2 separate regions of the Urocitellus parryii genome follow, and region 2 is linked to region 1. The links are chromatin contacts, called in public Hi-C maps. All regions are on one chromosome and are shown on one strand. The core of a region is the stretch at or near the end of the contact, and the rest is flanking DNA. Distances in the headings are between cores, read along the strand shown.

Region 1 (4,169 bases), core at 712-3,211:
TATCCATTACCACAGGGGACCCAGAATCTTACAAGGCAGAGAGCTCCCACAACTAGAGAAGGAGAGTACCCGCCTCTCCGTTCAAGGCTTCAGGATCCCTGTGAGCCTGAGATCTCTCTAGGGCCTCCAAATGATGTGGCCTATAAGTAAAAAGTCACCGGGTCAGTCTTGAAGCAGGTCATGAAGCTTTACTGCCATCAGTTGAGATGCAGGAATCCAAATCTCTGGTCATATCTCAACCCCGACTGAGAATAAAGACAGGCTTACAAAGCTTAAAACCACAAATAAAAAGGAAGCAGGAAAAGGAATCATAAGCAATCATAATCACAAAACACACTTCATAAAAAAGTGAAAAATTACTGGGTTACAAAAAGTTACAAAGTTGCATAAAGAAAAAAAATCACATTCTTAGAAGTGAGGAAGAGACACATCTTATTCATTGGTACTGCCAAACCAGGAATTTGCGGTCAGGAGGCAAGGGGGGCAGGTGTGGGCATCATACGGCAAGGGACCAACTTCACAGAGGGTGAGATGTCTGAACAAAAAATGTGTAAGTCCGACTGATTTTTCAAATCCTCCCTTAACATTCGGATGTTTCAGCTCACAAGGTGAAGGGCTTATTCATGCAACTTTGGAAGGCAGGTATATTACAGGTGCTGCTGTTTTATTCGGAGAACAGCTGCCTGAGCGGTGGCAGAGGACACGGAGGAGAGGAGAAGCCTTGAGAAGAGAAACCAAAAGCACTGCGCGGGGCAACCACCCTGGCATCCGCGCACCGCGCACTCCAGCCCCTCTCCGCTCCTTCCAAGGGGCCCTGCCAAGGCCCCCTCTTTGCAATCGTAGACCACTGTCTTCGAACAGCCTCCAAGTGGCTTCCCGCGCGACACTGGCAGCCCATGAAGGTGCCGCTCTGGGACACGAGAGGGAAAAGGACGCCGCGAACCCTCGTCCACCTCGAAAACCGGCCCATGCGACCCTGACACCGTCCCATGCCCGCCCTACCCCTGCCGAACCGCGATCCTCTTCTGCAGCATCCTCCCGTCCACCTCGACCCCTCCCCCAGACCCACTCCTCCTCCAGGTACCACGGGAAGGACAAGGAGCCCGACAGCTGGGAAGATGGCGGCACTTACCTGTCACAGCAGCTGTGCTCCCCACCGCCCGGAGCCAGCCCGGGTAGCACTCAGCCCGTAAGTCCCCACGACACGGCCCGCAGTACTGACCCGCAGACCTGCAGGACACCGGCCGACTCGGCACTGACGCGACCCGGCGACCCCAACTTTCCGTGCCCGCACTTCCGGCACCGCCGGAAGTTCCTCTTGACCACCGCCCCACATCCAGAGCCACCGGAAGCTCCGCCCAAGCGTGGCGCCGCCGGAAGTCTTGTCCTGGCTTCCGCCCCGCAGGCCTGGTTCCCCGCAGGTCTGTGCGCTTCGCTACGGTGCAGTCGCCCCGCCACCCTAGCTAACCCTAGCGGGGCGCGAGCAGGGGCCGAACGAGTGACCTAGGGATGGGGGCGGCATGGCGCCCCTGGTGACACGGGCGGGCTCGGACGCCGGAGGGCTCGAGCCTCGCGGACACGCCGGGACTTGTGCCCCGAGCGAGCCCAGCCCTACAGTCCCACGGCCACCCAGGCGCTCGGGCACCGCCTCCTAGGACCCCGGGCGCCTCCAGTCGGGGAGAAATCACCCGAGCTACTCACCGCAGCAGGGGTTCCGGGGGGATCCACGGTCAGGCAGGTTTCAAATCCATCTGTCCTCTAAGAACTAGAGACGAGAAGGAAAATAGTCCCTTAAAATGCAAGGTCAAGTATACTGTTTATAACAATCAATTTCGAAATCTTTCAAATCCACACCGTTTTATACGCTAATTTGCTGCTAACCGCTTAACTGGCAGCGCTCTGTGGTAGTCTTGTTATTTGCCTGCAGGGGAGCCTGATGGAGATAGAACTATTAATATTTCAGCTTATCTGCAGAAGATGACTCACCCAGTTTCCTTCTGAAATATTTGATCACCATTGGCTAAAAAAGAGAAAACAGAATCAGCTGTTCACTGCAAAAGGTGGGACTTAAGCCTTAATCTAGGTTGGAAAACTACGTAATAGACTGGAACCATTACATAAACAGCCTTCTCTGCAAACAACTCTACCTGAGTCTTTAAAGCTCACCTGGACTAAATCAAAAGTACGAAAGCATTACTTAAAGTATTATTTTAAAATAATACTCGAGATTCAGATTCAAAAAACAGTGATATGTTTTTGGAGAAGAAGCAAATTTAATGTGCTTGAGGATTCAAATAACCAAAGATATATATGTAAAGTAAAACGTGAAGTTACTTCTGCAGTAAATATAAAAGCTTATCACTGGAAACAGTTCTACAAGATGAACTAAGATATATGGATTTTTAGGGAAATCATTTCCAAACTTGGAGGTTGTCACAAATATTATTTAGCAACAAATATTATACAAGATATTCTGCTAGGCATAATAGCCCACATTATCATATTCAACTAACTCACATTCTACTAGGTGGTTTTGTTTTGCAACATAACATCCACAGTTTGTATGGCACTTAAGATACTGTTAATGATAGTAATGTTTTTCTTTGATATATTTAGGATTCCACAAAAGCCACAATTGAGTACATTATGCGGTATCACAAAACCAAAAGAAAGGAATCAAGTTTTGAGGGCCAGTCAATTCAAATAATTTGTAACTTCTTTAATCCCCAAGAACACAAAAGTGGAAACTTCTATTCTAAACTGAATTTTACCTAAATATGAGAACATTGAAATGACTTCAAAAGTGAAAAAGACAGAATGCAGCACAAGGATTAAGATCCAGATGCCAAGGTCCACATTATCCCCACTGTGTATACTTTGATAGGGCTGCAGTAACAAAATCACAGAATGGGTGGCTTGAACAGAAATTTTCTCTCTTTAGAGTTCTAGAGGTTAGACCTCCAAGTTGTTGGCAAGGTTGTTTCATTCTGAGAAATATGAGAGTGAAATCTATCCATGCCTGTTTCTGGAGTTTACCATCAATCCTTGGTGTTCCTTCTCTGTGGCAGTAAAAATTCAGTCTTCACATGGCATTCTCCCTGTATATGTCTGTTTCTTCATTTGGATGACTGATGAGGACATCAGTCAGTACTGACTTGCTGACCTAGGTCACCTGGACCTCATCTATGATACTGGAAGAAGAACTGATGGGTAAATGCTGCCAGTCTCACGTTGAAAAAATATTATCACATCCTCTGTGTTAAGTTTCACCCACCAAGTACTTGCCATCTTTCCTCATTCTAGTTTTCGAGTAGAGCCTTCGTTTGTGTCTTGTCCATGTGACAGACAAAAGGGAAAACTATTCTAATCTCAACAAGTATGTTTGGTTTGTATCTAATAAAAGGAATATGCATGATTTTTGTATAAAGAAACAAATCAGCATTGTTCTCATTATCATGACACTTAGATATTTTCAAAATGAAGTAGTAATCATGGGAAAATTATTGGAAAACTCTACCTAATTAATAATCAAACGTATATTGTAAACCTGTTCCAGATGGTGTTAGAAAACCATATCTCTGTTGGCAAAAGGTACATACAAATGAAAAAGAAGATACTTTAAATAACTTTATACTGGTCTCTAAGCACACAGTTACTATCCTTTTGTTTATCAATACCACATAACTTGCAACCCATTTACATTATATAGCAATGCACAGTTAATGAATGAGGTATTGTTAAGCCTCTCTTATAGAAGAGTGCTTTAAGATATTTAGTAACTATCCCAAAGCAGCAGAATAAGTGGTTGAGGGGAAACCTTCTCCTGAGTCTCTTCAATTTTTATTACTACTAACTATATGAAAATAGCTGTATGAATCTAAATTGCATAAACAAGGCTATGTATACATAGTAAACTTTCTCCGTTTTGCATTAAGAATCCTGCATTTTTCTGTATTAAGATTACACACAAAGATATAAGGATGAAGCTATTATTGTGCCCAATCTGATGGCAACATTTTGCAGAACAGAATCTTCAAAGTGGAGTGTTGGAATACAGATATATATCCTACTACTAGGTCCATAATATTTTGTCAGACCACTCTATATTATAAATCATAAAATCAAAGAGAAAATAAGTCTGTCTAAAAGACAAATATAAAATCCAGACC
Region 2 (4,169 bases), core at 1,040-3,539, 200 kb after region 1:
GTGACAGTCATGTCAATTGAAAATTAGAGTGTAATATAATAAAGCTTTAATAGAGCTATGAACGAAGCACAAAGAGGACACAGAAGGGAAATCAACCATAGACAGAGAATAGATTTAAATGGTTGACATTTGAGCTGTTATTTGAAGAATAATTAAGGGAATACTTGTGGCAAGGGAAATTGCATTCTTTAGAACCTAGGGGCTCATGAAAGCATCATACATTTAAAAAAGAAATTCTTTCCTCTCAAATGCAGTGCTGGGGATTGAACCCAGGGCTCTGGAGCATGTGAGGCAAGCACTCTACTACTGAGCCACATCACCATCCCTGTGTTTTGTTTTTATAGGACTTATCACAAATCTGTTGATTTGCCTTTCAGTAAACTGTACAGTCTACAGTGCAAAGCTTGTGCTACATTCCAGAGTAGCCCTAGCAACTCACCCAATGTCTTAAAACATGTTTGATACATGAAGGTGATCGGAAAGTTACCATGTCTAACCCCACAGAGAAGGAAAGGTAAGTGACTGGGTGGAAGGAAGACAGGCTAGGACTTGTTTTGTGAAGGGCCTTCTTTCCATGAAAGAGAGTTGGTTTTACCTGTAGGGAAAACAAAACAAAACAAAACAAAAAAAACCAAAACAAACAAACAAACGAAAAACAAGGAACCAGTGAAGGCCTTTAATGAAAAGGTGGTGACAAAAATTTTTAAGGAAATGCTTGTTGGCACTATGAATGATGGATAGTAACAGAAGGCAAACATACTAGGGAGAGGGAGAAATGTTTTAATTCATTTTTTTCTCCTGAATTATCATATATGCTTTCAATATTAGAGGAAAACTCAATCTTAGGTGATTATTATCTGTAAAAATATAGCTATGAATATTTAATCTGCGATTTTTTTCGGATGTGACAGGTATTACAAAGGAGAAGACATTGATAAGGATGGCACTACACATCTACCCAATATAAGGGGGGAGGAGTCCAGGAGGCTTTCTTCCAAAATGTAGAACTGTCAGAATTTGAACATCATGGATAGGAAGGAACAAGCAGCACAGGTAAACAAAGACCACGAATAGACATACCCAAACCCTCCACCATGCTAGGGGCAGAACCCAAAGCTCAAATCCAGAATAGTCTCCCCCCCTGTGCTTGAGGGGAGAACCCATGGCTAGGCAAGCACTCTAGTACTAAGTCACATTCCCTTAGCCCAACGCCTTTTTAATGGGGACGGGGGAGGGGGACCACAAAATTTGAAATAATTCATGTATGATATATATCATCAAGAGCAAGGATACAGAAAACCAGGCAATAAGCTTAAAGGAAATGCTTTGTGGTTTCCCCCCTAAAATTGATCAAGGGAGGGTAAGACATTCTTGTTTTGGAAGAGTCTTTCCATTCTCGTTGAAATCGCACGGAGTTTTCGTGGACCCCGCTCAGGAGCTACTGAAAACACCTTTAGTTTCTCTGATCCAACCCTTCGTCCACATTCCTCACTTGCAAAAGCCAGTCTTCCAGACCCAGGGCCTCGCTGGGGGCGGGGGGGGGGCGGGGAGGGGACTCTGGGCCAAGGTCGCCATCGCCAATGGCGCGAGGGTCCAGGATAGGGGTCGCGGTCCCGATGGGCAGGGTTGGGAAGGGGTTTCCGTCCTGAGGCACGCAGACAAGAATGGAGTCCAGGCCCTGGGGAAGCGACACAGGAACCAGTCGCAGTGGTGGTGGGGGGCGCAGGCGTCCCACTGTCGGTGGGTGGCACCGGGGCAAGGGCAGGGGTCGAGGTATCGGGGCAGGGAACAGAGGCAAGCGTCCTCGACCTGAGTGTTCCCTGCTGCCTATGAGAGGTACACGCAGCGACCGCAGCACCAGGGTCAGGTCGCTCCCAAGACCTGAACAGAAACAACCTCCCAGCCCACGGCCTGCAGGCGGGGCCGCGGGGCGTGGCGAGAGGCGTGCGGCGGCGTGGGGCGGATCGGGCAGCGTGCGTGCGCCGAGAGTGCCGCGGGCGCGGGGCGGGGCGCGGTAGGGAAGGGAGGTGTGCGCGCCGCGGGGCGGGCGGACGGCGTGCGCGCATGCGCCAATCACAGATGCCGCGAGAGGGGTGCGCGCGGAGAGGCCAAGGGAGGCGGAAGGGCGGCCCGGGTGCCGCGCGCATCCAATCACTGCGTTGCGCTGCCATGACGTGAGACTCTCCCGGGCACCGATCGCCAGTCGGCTGGCCCGGCGGGTGAGTGCGCCGGAGCAGGGCGCGGGGACGCGCGGGGGCGGGACTTCCGCAGGTCCCCGGAAGTGGGAGCTGTGTGTTCTCATGCGAACGGGAAGGAGCGTTGGGGATCCGGAGTCTCGAGGTTGAGACATTTTCGGGCCCGAAAGGGGAAGAATCCATCCCCGCCGCAGCCAGCCAGCGCCCGCACTTCTTTCCTGCCTTCGGCCCGGCCCGGCCGCGCCGCCTCTTCCTGCCGTCTCCCTCCTCGGCCGTCCCCGCGTGTTGCGCGGTCGCCGGGCACCGGGGCTGCGGCGAGGAGCCCGCGGGCGGCCGGTCGGGCGGGGCGGGCGGCGCTGACAGGTGAGCCGGCCTTCCTTGGCCATCGGCTGGGCTGCCTCCCTCTTCGGCCGGTGCTCGGACCCGCGCCCGCGCCCGTCTGTCACCGGGCCGCCATCTTCCCGGAGGGACGCGGCCCGCGGCGGGCAGGGCAGGGCCGGGCCAGGTCGGGGAGGACCTGGGCAGGGCCGGGGCCAGGCTCTGGTCGGGGACGACTGCGGCTGGGGCCTGGGTTTGGAGGGTCGGGCAACACTGGGGCCGGGGGTGACCAGTGGGGCCGGTGCTGGGGTCAGGTGGGGCGGGGAGGACTTGCGGGCCGGGGCCGAACGGGACCAGCACGGCCTGGCCGGCAGGGTTGTGGCGCGGCGGGGCGGGTCCAGGGGCGCCCCCGAGGCCGTATGCCTTAGGCCCGGCGGGTTCGCCCGTGCAGCCCGAGGAGAATGGGCTGGGGTCGTGGGCCGCGAGCGCCCCCCGGGCCGGGCCGGCGCCGGGACCCGCAGTGCGGCGCGGGGCCTCGCCCCCTCCGTCCCGCCGGAGCTCGGCCCAGGCGGCCTCGCTGCTTCTCCGTCAGGGATGGGTCATTAGGGAATCGCATTCCTTTAGAACCAGGAAGTTGGGATCTTGTCGCTCGAGTGTTTGGAATGCTACTTTTCCCACTTGATAGATCCGAGCAGGGGTACATCCTGAAGGAATTAAAAAATGAAAGTCAAACGGGTAGATTCCCAGCGTTCGTCACAGGACTGGGACCTACAGTCTGCACAGGAACTGGTCAGGAACTTCTTAGCCACCTCCTTCTCGGTGGTGTACGGTTGGAACGTCGAGAGCAATTTCGACTTCAGGTCATTGCTTATTGTAACTTTTATTAGTGAATGTAATCTGGCCTTCTCCCTCGTTTTCATGTAATACGGTTTTGAATTTTAGCTGAGATGGAACCTGCGAAAATTATCTCTGCCTGTCTTTCATTTGAGACCCTTTCACTGGCAGCAAAATATCTGGACTTCATCATAAATTCAAAGTTTGAGGTTTTCTGTAACTGAATAAACGGACTTCCCTTGACTGTGTAGTATAGTTAGTTTGTAAGTATAAACATAAAGTGCAAGGGGTTTGATAGAGATAATAGCAACTTGAAGTGAATGTATAAGTAAATAATAAAGTCATTTTCTCATTTGAATTTTTTTTTGTGGGGGCAGGATATTTAGCTGTTATTTTCGGTTGTGTTAAATACTGAATTTGTGCTGAGTTGTAGTTTGCAAAGGCCACAAAGGGAGAGAGAAGTGATGTTCACTTTTTGGGGGTGGTCAGACTGTATGCGATTTCCATACTTCCCCAACCTGCCTGGCTCCCCTAATTTACAGTCAGGGTAATTTACAGAAGTTGAAATGGTTGTGGCTTTTTCCTCTGTGTTTAATGTACTGAAAGGCAGTTTTGTAATCAAACTATACAAGAAATGACTTAAGGAGGTTTGCTTGAGTTGTTAAAGTGAAATACTTTCTTGAAAGGCATCAAATTAACACGTTATTTAGTCAACCATAAATTTAATTTATATACTTGCTTTGAAGAAAGGGAAATAAATTGTATTCTCAAATATTAATGTGACTGTTTACAGGAATAAAAAATGACATGGCTTCTTATTTA

What was found. Hi-C and Micro-C count contacts between places; a contact is called where the count stands out from the background.
Region 2: a contact with region 1 is called in a Hi-C map of liver, with 4 times the contacts expected there. The contact joins the promoter of Larp4b here to the promoter of Wdr37 in region 1. A contact is called at or near these places in 2 of 2 Hi-C or Micro-C datasets (liver and muscle).

The regions. Positions count from the first base shown.
Region 1 is chr9:79,100,494-79,104,662 of mUroPar1.hap1, forward strand. Wdr37 (WD repeat domain 37) reads right to left here and starts at 1,962. Exons shown (of 15, transcript XM_026412564.2): 1 at 1,855-1,962; 2 at 1,702-1,765.
Region 2 is chr9:79,299,619-79,303,787 of mUroPar1.hap1, forward strand. It overlaps Larp4b (La ribonucleoprotein 4B), which reads left to right and starts at 2,290. Exons shown (of 18, transcript XM_026413245.2): 1 at 2,290-2,558.